3 separate regions of the Mus musculus genome follow, and all the other regions are linked to region 2. Evidence: chromatin contacts called from public Hi-C and HiChIP or PLAC-seq data. All regions are on one chromosome and are shown on one strand. Each heading gives the region's core, a stretch centred on a gene start, on an enhancer-like site or on the middle of the called end of the contact. The rest is flanking DNA. Distances are from core to core; before and after follow the strand shown. Region 1 has its middle 12 kb from the start of Gm32141. Region 2 holds the start of Cct2 (chaperonin containing Tcp1, subunit 2 (beta)). Region 3 has its middle 35 kb from the start of Cpsf6.

Region 1 (4,049 bases), core at 1,275-3,774, 370 kb before region 2:
TGCTCGAGTTTCGCTTCTGTTGAAATTATTAACCGACTGCTTTGGAATTTTTGAAACGTCACTTTTCTGCTAAGACCGGGTATAGATTTTTCTGAACTTCCCAAGTTCTTAGGAGAAACACTAGTATTTTTAAGTTCTTATGTAATGAATTCGATGATTTATTCACTGTAAATATCACCCTGCTCTTCGCTTCCAGGACTTCTGCTGACGGGGCGGCTGTTGCATAAGCACCCCGTAAAAAGGCCCTGTGGAAACGGGCCTGTGATAAAGAGAATGTTATTTCAGTAACTCGCTGCAGGACTCCTGGGACCAATTTATGTCTCTAGTTACATAAGCAGTCCGGTTTGCTGCGATCCTTGGACCACCACCGTGGGCACCTGGAAGGGCTGCTGTGAGCGCATAAAAGCCAGCTCAGCTGGACACCAGGCTTAGAGATGGCTGCCCACGGGGCTGGATGGAAATGTAAAGGCCAAGTGGAAATTACAAACCCAACCGTGAGAGGCAGCCAGAGGGGGCTGGGAGTGGGGACGAGGGCGCTATTTTAGGTCTAATGAGAGGAGAATTTGAAGCAGAAAGGGCAGGACACATTTGGACAGTAGGTGGCGCAATATCGTCCTCGTGTTGCTAAGAATTAGACCTGGAGGTGATGAGAGGAGTCAGGTAATCCAGGAGCAAACTCAATAGACAATTGCCGTGGAATGCATACATTTACACACACACACACACACACACACACACACACACACACACACACACACACACACACAGAGAGATATGCTTAGAAACCTGTGGATAGAAGTAACAACCCTACTGTAAAACTTGAATGCATTAATGCTCTCAGTGTAATTGTCCCCTATCCCTCCACGATGTTCCCCGGAAGTGCTCTGTCTACTCAACAATGGACCAAAGTGCTGACTGAGTGCATCACATCCCAGACACTTGCTGTTGACACAGGAGAGTCCTGTGCTCCAGGTCCTCTCTGAAGGGTGTGCCCTTTAACGGAGAGAGGACCTCATTCTTGGTGCAGCCACCATGCCATGGAAAACAGATGCCCATAGCCGGGGAAACCTGGCTGGCTTGAGGACCGCCCTGGCTTTGTTCTGGAATGGGTGGAGGTTTGCTTCAGCAAGAGTTTGGGTTCTTCTACTTGAGATGCTGGCGATACGGAAGAATCCAGAGAGGACAGAGGGAGTTTGGGAGAACAAGGCTTGCCCTTCTGGGACAGATGGCCAAAGGCCAGCCACAGCAAGGAGATTTGATCCAGTGTTAGACCTGCCGCTCAAAGGCTAAACAGAGCGTGGGACCCCTAACGGCAGAACCTGGACTAAATGGTAGGTAACCAGGCATCTTGTGAAAACGCAGAGTGGGTGAGCCAGGTAGTTCAATTTTAAACTGAAGCAAGGAGCTCAAGAACTAGACGTGTCCTCAGAGAGAAGCGAGTGTTTAGCAGTTCCTGGAGTATCTAAAGGAGGCCGATGCAGAGCAGAACAACGTGGATTATTCAAGAGATCTAGAAAAGGAAGGTGTCAGCATAGTGCCGCGTGTGTGCGTGCAGCAGCATCACCAGAGAGCTGGGCCGGCGCCACATTCTGGGCTCTTGTAACTGTATTAGCCTTGTGCACTATGCACAGAGCAGACGGAAAACTGCCCCGAGGACTTGAAATTAATCTGTGTGGAATAAACATATTACACTGGATGCTCACAGGTACACGGTCAGTTCAGATAGGTAAGGCAGGCAGTACAGAGGCCAGCAAGATCAGAACTGGGGGAGGGCATCAACAAATCCAGAAAATATGAATCCAGTGTGGGGACGCGGACCTGCCCTTCCCCTTTGCTTGTATGTCACAAAAACTGCACGTTTCCTGATCACAGAGACACCCTCTTCCGACCTCAGCTTGCGGTGAGGACGTGGACTACCACACGGTGGCGCTGCCGTCTAATCGTTTGTCTCTTAGGTCATCCCGTTTGTCGTGATGGCCACCACGTGTGCGTTGACCGCCTCTTCTTCTTGTTAGCTTACAGGCTAAACGAGATCTGGGAGCCACCATGAAAGGGAGAATTCTCCCTGATGGAGTCGCAAGATTCCGGCCCTCGTCGCAGTGACATTTTTCTCTCATTGGTATGCGTGCTCTTCAGTCCCTCGGGACATTTCAATGATAGAGGTCAGCACAATCAACAAAGTCATATACTGTCACTGCTGAGGTCAGATTCCGGGCCACGGGAAGGCCTTCGGGTCATTTTTATTTACTCTGTCTCTTTGTTAGCGCAGAATTCTGAAGCTCTTACTGAGCTGACCCTGGTTGAGAGCATCGTGGCTTGACTTCCTCTTCTGCCCAGTCTTGCAGCTGATCCTGAGGGTACTCTTTAATAAGCACACTGAAAACAAGTCTGAAGCACCGCCATTATTTGAGAGAATGAAGTCAACACTCAAAGAGAAGCGGAAACCAGAGAGAGAGAGGCTGGGCACAGTCAACCGGAGAGCCAACTCTAATGCAGGCTTCCTGTGGTTTGACTTGTAACAACCAGATGGTTCACGTTTGAAAATATTCTGTCTCCAGGCTGGTTTGAGCCGGCTCTTTAAACAGATAAGAGGCGTCTGAACACACTGTATGGGCTATTCTTAAATATTAGTTTAAAGGATCCCTCGATTTAGACAGCTTGTTGAAATTCTTGTCTGATAGCACATACAAGCTACTTGAACATTCTGCATTTTGATTTCTTTTATTTTCTTTAAACTTTTTTATTATTAATTAACTTACTCATCTGTGTTGAGCCAGGGTCTCAAGTACCCCAGGCTGGCCTTGGACTTTCTATATAGCTGAGGATGGCCTGGATCTTCGGATCCTCCTGCGTGCTGGGATTACCGGCACGTGCGACCATACCTGCTTTCTGGAGAATAGGGAATTGAGCTGTGGACTTTGCACAAATTTAGCAAGCACTCTGCCAGCTCCCCCAACCCCAACCCCAACCCCTCACCCCAGCCTTGCTTGGTTTCTTCAGTGCTGAATTAACACTAGCAAGGACCTACTTCATGGCACTATTGGACGAATTAGATGAAGAAATACACGCAGGTTGCCTGGAACAGGGCTGGACACATTAGGAACCTCTTCAAGTTATTGGCTCCAGGTTCAGGTCACCCGTTACCTGGGACTTTCTAAGAAATACCTTTGCTGCTCTGAGGATTGGTAAAATCATGGCAAAAGATGACCAAGAACTCGTCTGGAGTTCCAGGAGGCGAATGCCTAAGGGAGCGAACTCAGTAGCAAGACCGAGGGACTCTGGCACAGGGGGGAGCCTAGGTCTCCTCAAGCTGTCCTTGGGCGGTGCTGCCAGCACCATATGCAAACAAGGTTCTGTCTTCACCAAAGCTGACTCTCCCCACCCTCACCCCCAAGTAGTACATTTCTGCAACATTGGCTAAACAAAAAAGGGCAACGAGAATGCACCTGCCAACCGCTAGCCTGAGGTTTCCGTTGAGCAGCGTTTATGGGGCAGTATATTATAGAGCAGGATTTTTTAATAAGCTATTTTTAAATAATAAATGAATATAGATTGTATAAAATCCCGTTGATGAGGTTGCTGTGAGGACAGCAGTCCTCCAAACCCCCCACCCCCTTAGGTTCTACGCCAACAATCATGATGCCATAAACAATTCCATTACTCCTTATTTATGTACTGTATCCAGTCTTGGTGTTTGTGTTGTGTTGTGTTGTGTTGTGTTGTGTTGATTTTTGGCTTTGGTTTTGTGTTGAGACAGGGGCTTTCTATGTAGTCCTGGAAGTCACCATGTAGCCCAGGCTGGCCTTGAACTCACAGAGATCCATCTGCCTCTGCCTTCCAAGTGCTAGGATTAAAGACCAAAAAAGATTTTGTAATGACGAGTTAATCATAAATCCTTTACAATTCATTCGTTGACTTAAAACATGAAATTTTAAGTTTCCTCTAGTTAATTCCTCATTTAATCTTATAAATTTTATATTTTTTAACCTTGAAAATAAATAAAAAAACATCACACACCAAAATTAACCAGGTCTGAATCTGTACAACTC
Region 2 (4,348 bases), core at 122-2,621:
TGTAATATATATATATATATATATATATATATATATATATATATATATGAATGAGTGCTCTATCTGCATGTATACCTGCATGCCAGAAGAGGGCATTAGATGGTTGTGAGTCTCCATGGAGTTTCTGGGAATTGAACTCTGCACCCCAGGAAGAGCAGCCACTGCTCTTAACCGCTGAGCCATCTCGCTAGCGCCGAGAAAACTTTTTTTTTTTTTTTGCATTAGTTTTGGGGCTTTTCCCTAGACTATGTATGTTTTAACCATTTCTCTCTTTTTTTAAAAGATTATTTATGTGAGTACACTGTAGCTGTACAGATGGTTGCGAGCCTTCTTGGGAATAGAATTTTTAGGACCTCAGCTTGCTCTGGTCAACTCCACTCAGTTCCTGCTCGCTCTGAGCCAAAGATTTATTTATTATTATACATAAGTACACTGTAGCTGACTCTTCAGACGCACCAGAGGAGGGCATCAGATCTCATTACAGGTGGTTGTGAGCCAACCTATGGTTGCTGGGATTTGAACTCAGGACCTTCGGAAGAGCCATCAGTGCTCTTAACTGCTAAGCCATCTCGCCAGCCCGAGAAAACTAATTTTTTTAAAGGTTTTATTTATTTATTATTTATATGAGTATACTGTAGCTGTCTTCAGACACACCAGAAGAGGGCATCAGATCCCATTACAGATGGCTGTGAGCCACCATGTGGTTACTGGGAATTGAACTCAGGACCTCTGGAAGAGCAGTCAGTGCTCTTAACCGCTGAGCCATAGCTCCAGCTCCCGAGAAAACTATTTTTGATAAACTGGAATATTTAGGACTTGATCTCTGCTTTGAAGTCATGTAAGTTATATTAGGGTGCCCCCCCCCCCCCCCGAGAAAACAAATGAAGCTGAGGTAGGGCAGAAGCAGCATCCCAGAATGGCCAGCCTGGGTCCACAACGTGAGTTCCGAGCTAAGCCAGAGCTACACAGTCAGATCATGTCTGAAAGATTAAATGAAGACTCCTTTATAAAAAAATCATTTAGTAATCTATTGATAAATAACTTTCCCAAAGGAAAAAATAAGCACGAAAATGGGAATGGTTGCCTCCAGGAAGGGTAAATAATAGAAATGATTAGTGTGCAACACTTGAAAATGTACGTCTGACCTTAAAACAAATTTTGAAAGATTATATTTTAAAAATATATGTCAGCAGGAACTTGGTTTCCGCGGCAACCCGCGCGGTACATTGTCTCTTTGTTCTCTAGTTCTATTCTAAAGCAGCCCGCCCCTGGCCCCGCCCCTAGCCCCGCCCACAGCTCAATGATTTCCGCCACCAACTGAGGTCCCGCCCCTTCTCCAGCGAGCCGCTACGCTTCCGGCCCAGCCCGCCACGCAGGAGGCGGAAACCCGTGCGTCCGGCTCCGCCCCCCGCGGCGGAGCGTGTCGTCACTTCCGCCTTTCTCTCTTTCCCCGGCCTGGCTTCCCGGCGCGGATTGTGAGGGGTTCTCTCCTCTACGCGGAATCCGTCGGAACCATGGTGAGCCTAGCTTTCGGCCAAGGACTTAGGCTCCCTGCTCCGCCCCGCTGTGTCCTGCCGCCCCGCTGGTCCTCTTGTCTAACCGGAGTCGCAGGCTCCGAGCGGCCGCCTCCTGGCCCCTCCGCACATGGCTCGGGCCGGGCATGAGGCCTGCGTGGGACCGGGTGACCGAGCTCTCCGCGCGGGACGGGAAGGGGGAACGCACACTAAGTCAGCATCTCTTTGTAAGATCAGGGCTGTTTCTCGGCTAGGGGACCTTGGCGACCCCCGGTCCTCACCCCAAGTGAAGAAGTTTCTAGCAGGACCTGCTGGCTCCGCCCTCTTCGGGGCGGGGCTGGAAGGGCGAGTGGCCGTGCTTGCCTGCGGAAGATGGAGGGTAGCTAGGTAGCTATGTTGGTCCGTGCTCGACCGGCCCAATGTTGCCTTTAGTTTTGCCATTCAGACCAGTGGGTCGGTGTGATGATTTATTCCTGGCGCCCATATGAGCGTCCCTCTCCCCATTTAAGTAAATACCCCACTCCCAGGACGGATTCCTGAAATTAGATGGTAAACCAATTTTCCTTTAGATAATCTACTTCCCGATCTAGTGAGAGGCCCTGGACGGGTGTTAACGAGTACTGGCATTCAAACGGCGTGTGTTGGCTTCCTCTCTTAGGCTTCCCTTTCCCTCGCACCTGTTAATATCTTCAAGGCTGGAGCTGATGAAGAGAGGGCCGAGACAGCTCGCCTGGTAAGCCCGTCTGTTGCTTTTAAATGATAAAATCCAACGCTTTGTGAGGGTAAATTCTGACCGCCTTTTCTGATTTTTCTTTTATAATTTAAGTCGTCGTTTATCGGTGCCATCGCCATTGGAGACTTGGTGAAGAGCACTTTGGGACCGAAGGGCATGGTAAGAAAGATAGGGAATTTTTAGAAGTTTCTTTTGTTTGTTTCTAATTTTGCTTTCCTGCGGTCTTGCGTAGTAGTGGCTGGCCAAAATTTTAATAATGGTTTAAAGCCTTTGGTGTAAATGTAGATAGTAACAATGTTCTTATTTATGTTTTTTAATCTAAAACTTACAAATTATAAACCGTTCTCCTGTGTTACCATCCCCAATCTCACATCCCTCTCCAGTGGCAGCAAGTGTTACCATTTACAAAACTTGCTGGTATTTTTCTTTTCTTTTTTCTTTTTTTCTTTTTCTTTTTTAGATTTATTTATTATTATATCTAAGTACACTGTAGCTGGTATTTTTCTGTTCACTTATAGGTAAGTTTATCATGTTACATATTTTTGCAACACATTTTTAAAGTAACATACTGTTTTTTGTTTATGTGTATCTGCTTTTAGTGTGTTTAACTGTCATATAGTGTTCTGGGATATTTGTTTCCATTGCTGTCTTGTGACAGTGTAGCAGAGCTAGTTTGTATTGCCTGTATGTCTAAGCTTTTTACACATTGAGGTTTGGTTGTAGGATACATGCATAGAAAACATTTAGTAGCCAACTAACTATCCAGAGGTTTTGGTATCTGCATGTATTCTTGAAGAAGTACTTAGACCTTAATTTGACAGAAATATATTTCTTTTCAGGACAAAATTCTCCTAAGCAGTGGACGAGACGCCGCTCTGATGGTGACCAACGACGGTGCTACCATTCTCAAGAACATTGGTGTGGACAACCCCGCAGCAAAGGTTCTAGTTGGTGAGTATAAGATTTGCTTGTTGTTATTTTCCAATAATTTATTCCCTGATAGGCTGTCAGCTACTTAAGTGATGGCCATTGGCATTTATCGCTAGTCAGATGAGTGTCAGAAGTATCATTGTTACCCATAGTCCACGGGGGGCTGCTGCCACCACAATTTTTAAATGGTACAACTCAGTCTGGCTGAACTGCCAAGTCCAAGTGGGCCCTTTCTTGGTGAGTTCTCTTGCTGTCATAATGTGACAAAAGGCCTAACTTGGTGAGACAGAAAAAGATTAGGGGTTAATTTACATGAACTCGTGAGGCACATTCAAGCTAAAGTATTTAACGGTTAAAGGTCTTCCAAAATTTTGTCAGGTGCATATTACTAATGGAGTTTACGCTTGTTGTGGAAGTTTTAAGAGAATTTAGTAATGTGGAGAAATAATTTCACTTTTTCCTAGATATGTCAAGGGTTCAAGATGATGAAGTTGGTGATGGCACTACCTCTGTTACTGTCTTAGCCGCAGAGCTGCTCCGGGTAAGAGTGCCTGACGCTTCCACCTTAGTATGGGGACTGTGGTTTGAGCAACAGTGGAATCCTTTCTTTCTTTTGTGTATCTGTTTATTGGCAGGAAGCAGAATCTTTAATTGCAAAAAAGATACATCCACAGACCATCATCTCAGGTTGGAGAGAAGCCACAAAGGCAGCAAGAGAGGCCCTGCTGAGCTCCGCTGTGGATCATGGGTTGGTGTACCGCAATCCCGTGGTGGGAAAGTCTAATCTAGAGAACCGTGAGAAACACATGTGACCATTACCTCGATACACTTTGTCTTCCCTCACAGCTAAAACACAGGCCGCCCTCCTATGAACCTTTATTCTTGGGAAGGTTTAGCTTTATGATGTAGGACACTTGTTACTCGAGATATTTCTAGACGTGGAATTGCTGAGTCTAAAAGAATACACATGTTTAGTTTACTTCTACATTACCAAATAAACCACCAGAAATTAATTCTGTTTGTGCTGAGGGACAACACTGAGTGGGCCTGGGCTTAGGGCTCACCGAGTTTGGTGCTTTGATGGGAAAGACGGGATCCCATTGTTCACTTGTTCCTAGTAAATCTTTAAGAAGTCAAGGATACTCAGTGGATAATTTTAATAACAAGCATG
Region 3 (3,802 bases), core at 111-2,610, 280 kb before region 2:
AAAACGTATTTGGATCATAGCTATAGTTACCAGTTAACCTGGGAACATTATAGGACATACTTTTAAATATCAGATTAGTTCTTCAAATATTTGATCCATTGGGGCTGGAGATATAACTCAGTTGTGTGGAGTATTTGCATACAATGCTGGAAGTCTGGGTTTGATACACAGCACCGTAATAGACCTGCTGCAGTAGGGCACATCCTAGCACTGGGATCAGGAGTTCAGATTTATCCCCATCTGATGAGATTCAGGCCATTTTGGGGTATATTAGAGTACTAAAAAAAGAAAGAAATACGGATATATAATAGTTGAAGTTGTAAACAATTTCTACTAATTTCTCAGTAACAGTGCTAAGTAATTTAGGTTAAAATAATGCATGTTACCTCCAGTGTTTGTGTAGCATTGTTAGGTTTGTTGTTACTGTTTATGCAGTTTTAAAAATAAATTATTTATTTACTTTATGCATATGAGTACACTGTAGCTGCCTGCCTTCTGGCATACCAGAAGAGGACATTGGATCCCTTTAAAGGTGGTTGTGAGCAACCATGTGGTTGCTGGGAATAGATTGAACTCCAGACCTCAGGAAATGCAGTCAGTGCTCTTAACCGTTGAGCCATCTCTTCAGCTATCTTTATGCATTTTAAAGTTGCATTCATTGGAATAATTTGAGGCTCTGTATCTATAGCCTTCATGGAACTGTGTAAAGTTAGTGGGAATATCTTAAAAGAATACATCAGACTAAAAAGGGAATCTGCCACAGCCAGGATTGCCTCAGACTTAGGCTATAGCTGAGGATGGCATTGAATTTGGGATCCTTCTACCGTGTTTAAGTGCTTCATAACAGTCATGGTGCCGTTGTCATTTTCTGCAGTGCTAGGGACTGAAACCAAGGCCTCCTGCATGATAGTCAAGCACTCTACCAAGTGGATTACAGCTCCAACCCAGGCAAAGCCATTTCTGCTAAACAAGGGATTTAAGCCGATTTTCCTAGTCTTCCTGCTTGGGTTTCCTAACCATGATTACGAAATAGCTACTTTGTGGGCCTTTTCAACTTTATCGTTCATTAGCGGTGCTTAGGAATTTGTGTATGCACATTGATTCTGATCAGGTATGCAGGATGAAAGATAAATAGTTTCAAAAGTCCATAAAGTCAGTTGGCTGTGCTACTATGTGCCTGTAATTGTCAGCACTTGGAAGTGGAAGGAGTGAATCTAGTTGGAGGCTAGCCTAAGTAAGTTACCAGTTAGCCCTGTTTATGTGTCTGTGTTGTCATGCAGGTACTTGCCTGTCAGATCAGAGTACAGCATACAGGGTTACCTCTTGCTTCCCACTTTGAGATACAGCCCCTTGTTTCTGCTGTACTGGCGCACCCCAGCCTAGCAGGCTGTGATCAGTTGGGGAATCTATCTGGACTCCAAATCTCAGTATGAGTGCTGAGATTTAAAATGTGTGCCACTGTATTCTGTTTCTGACTTGGGCTTTAGTAATTATGTTGTCAGACTTTTTTAGCTAGTGCTGCGTTTACCCAGTTAGACCCTACACTTAGTGGGAGGAAAGACCCCACACTCAGTTATAGAGAGCTTTAGCTTTTTCCTGAACATCACACTGAAATCTGAAGAGTGGGGCCTGATAAAGGGGAAGCACCACCTTTTGGAGAAAGAAAAAAAAGCCTGTGATTCAGTGTGCTAGGTAGGAATTTAAAGAATGCTTGTTTGCCTGGAGCAGGTATTGAAGAACATGCATACACGGGCCACAATTCAGTTAGCATTTCAAAGCATCTTTACAGATTCAATTGGGAAAGATGAGGTAGGTAGGACAGTGAAGTTTACAACTTAGTCAGGAGATGGAATACAAGGAAGAGAGAAAAAGTAAATGAGGTGGCATACAGTGAAAAATGAGAAGCTTGTATGATGTTGTGTCTGACAGTGCCGATGGAGCCCATTAGATGACATTTAAAGGGTGCACTTGGTATTTTTGCTGTCCATTTTAATTTTGAAGTTGAGAACTGGGGTTAAGTAATCTTTAGTTACAGTTAAAATGGAGATCAAACTAAGTTTGTAAGAATTTGGACCAGTGGTGACAGCGGTGTGAGGACGCAAACAAGCTACTCACTGAGATCAGTTGTATGAAGTACTACTTTTTTGGGCAGAAACAGAAAAATTATTTTCAAAGGAGAATAAATACATAAAAGCTTATAGGTTTGTACTTAGGTGGTAGGAAGTTTATGATATTCGTATTTAGTGATCCACCTACTTTGAACTAGAAATTGAGAATATTTTGTGTAGGTGCGGTTTGTATTTAGGCGAAGTAATTATCAAAGCTTGGCAGGTATTGAGTTTTAGGCTCCATTTTACTTGTGGCAGTTCATTTACATGCATCTATTTCGGAGGGGGGGGAGGTAGATGAATAAAGCTGTGGACAAAGGCTGTCAACTTGACTTTGCAGTTTGCTGCTTATCAGCCTAGCCACAACATTATAGCTTACCCATTCACTCCCTGTGTGAGGGTGTGTGTTAAAGAATGGGGTCATTTTTCATCACACTTTACAGAGGAAGCTCTGATGGGCAGAATGGAAGTTAGAAAATGCTCCGGGCCAGGCGTGGTGGCGCACGCCTTTAATCCCAGCACTCAGGAGGCAGAGGCAGGCGGATTTCTGAGTTCAAGGCCAGCCTGGTCTACAGAGTGAGTTCCAGGAGCAGCCAGGACTACACAGAGAAACCCTGTCTTGAAAAACCAAAAAAAAAAAAAAAAAAAAAGAAAAAGAAAAGAAAATGCTCCGGGATTCCCAATTTAGTTACTTGTCCATCCCTATCATGCTAAGCCCTACTGTCACAATTTTTACGTTATATTGATAATTGAACTGTAATTAGGAATATGTTTATAAATGTTCACTTCCTCAAATTTTGAGTTCCTATTCTCTACATAGATTTTGTGAGATGCTTTGTATTTAAGTCAGTGCATAGCAAGCAGCTCAAGTACTATTTCGTTTTCTTAAAGTGTCACATAAATATGCAGGGACAGAAGAATTGGCTTAGTGGTGAAGTGTGAACATTTTTGGGCAGGCATCCAAGCTTGATCCTCAGCATCCACATCACGTATAACCTACGTGAACACTTGCACGCATGTGCACAGATGCTACCTTTGTGATTATCTGTCAGATACCAAGTAGATGGATGGCTATAAAACTTGTGGAAGGAGCTGCAAAGGTGCCAGCACTGGCTGCTCTCCCAAAGGACTCAGGTTCAATTTCCAGCCCTCAGTGGCAGCTCACAACTGTAATCCCACTTCTAGGGTATACAGTGCTCTCCTCTGGACTCTAAAGACACAAGGCATGTTCATGGCACATAAATATGCATGCAAGCAAACTCATACACATGAATAATAAACGATAAGTTAAAGCATATACAGATTTAGAGTTTAGAAAATTTGGCCTTGGGGGCTGGAGAGATGACTGCTCTTCCAAAGGTCGTGAGTTCAAATCCCAGCAACCACATGATGATAGTTCACAACCATCTGTAATGAGATCTGATGCCCTCTTCTTAGGTATCTGAGGACAGCTACAGTGTACTTACATATAATAAATAAATGTTTAAAAAGAAAAGAAAAGAAAATTTGGCCTTGTTTTCCACTTTGAAGCATCTCACTCATCCTAGAAACACAGCTGACTTAGAAGATGTGTAAGTTATTATGCTCATCTAGCAGCTGTGTGAATTTACTAGTGGGTGCCAGCACAGATCTCAGGTTAGCCTATGAGTAGACAAGCTCTATAGAGTTCACATGTCTTAGAAATGTAGGGTTCG

What was found. Hi-C and Micro-C count contacts between places; a contact is called where the count stands out from the background. HiChIP or PLAC-seq counts read pairs in DNA pulled down with a chosen protein or histone mark.
Region 1: a Hi-C map of pro-B cells shows a contact between it and region 2, with 4 times the contacts expected there. The contact joins the enhancer-like site here to the promoter of Cct2 in region 2. A contact is called at or near these places in 11 of 484 Hi-C or Micro-C datasets (B cells, the Ba/F3 cell line, CD4 T cells and 8 more), 3 of 115 datasets of contacts at active chromatin or transcription factors (bone marrow-derived macrophages, effector CD8 T cells and memory CD8 T cells) and 1 of 9 other capture datasets (liver).
Region 3: a contact with region 2 is called in an H3K4me3 HiChIP or PLAC-seq map of embryonic stem cells, with 3 times the contacts expected there. The contact joins the enhancer-like site here to the promoter of Cct2 in region 2. A contact is called at or near these places in 1 of 39 promoter capture datasets (embryonic stem cells), 30 of 484 Hi-C or Micro-C datasets (B cells, LSK cells, Th1 cells and 15 more), 7 of 115 datasets of contacts at active chromatin or transcription factors (the SCID.adh cell line, embryonic stem cells, epiblast stem cells and 1 more) and 3 of 9 other capture datasets (adipose tissue, embryonic stem cells and pancreatic islet).

What each region holds. Positions count from the first base shown.
Region 1 is chr10:117,433,461-117,437,509 of GRCm38.p6, reverse strand. No RefSeq gene overlaps it. Among named protein-coding and RNA genes, the nearest start is that of Gm32141, 12 kb to the left of the region's middle. Within about 2 kb of position 2,524, at least 152 of the 459 cell types and tissues checked have an H3K27ac peak or open chromatin away from gene starts, as enhancers often do. A contact at or near this core is called in B cells, the Ba/F3 cell line, CD8 T cells and 7 more, where this site is marked.
Region 2 is chr10:117,060,875-117,065,222 of GRCm38.p6, reverse strand. It overlaps Cct2 (chaperonin containing Tcp1, subunit 2 (beta)), which reads left to right and starts at 1,371. Exons shown (of 16, transcript NM_007636.3): 1 at 1,371-1,517; 2 at 2,173-2,247; 3 at 2,341-2,406; 4 at 3,087-3,198; 5 at 3,642-3,718; 6 at 3,813-3,925. The coding sequence starts at 1,515.
Region 3 is chr10:117,340,514-117,344,315 of GRCm38.p6, reverse strand. No RefSeq gene overlaps it. Among named protein-coding and RNA genes, the nearest start is that of Cpsf6, 35 kb to the left of the region's middle. Within about 2 kb of position 1,360, at least 24 of the 459 cell types and tissues checked have an H3K27ac peak or open chromatin away from gene starts, as enhancers often do. A contact at or near this core is called in embryonic stem cells, epiblast stem cells and trophoblast stem cells, where this site is marked.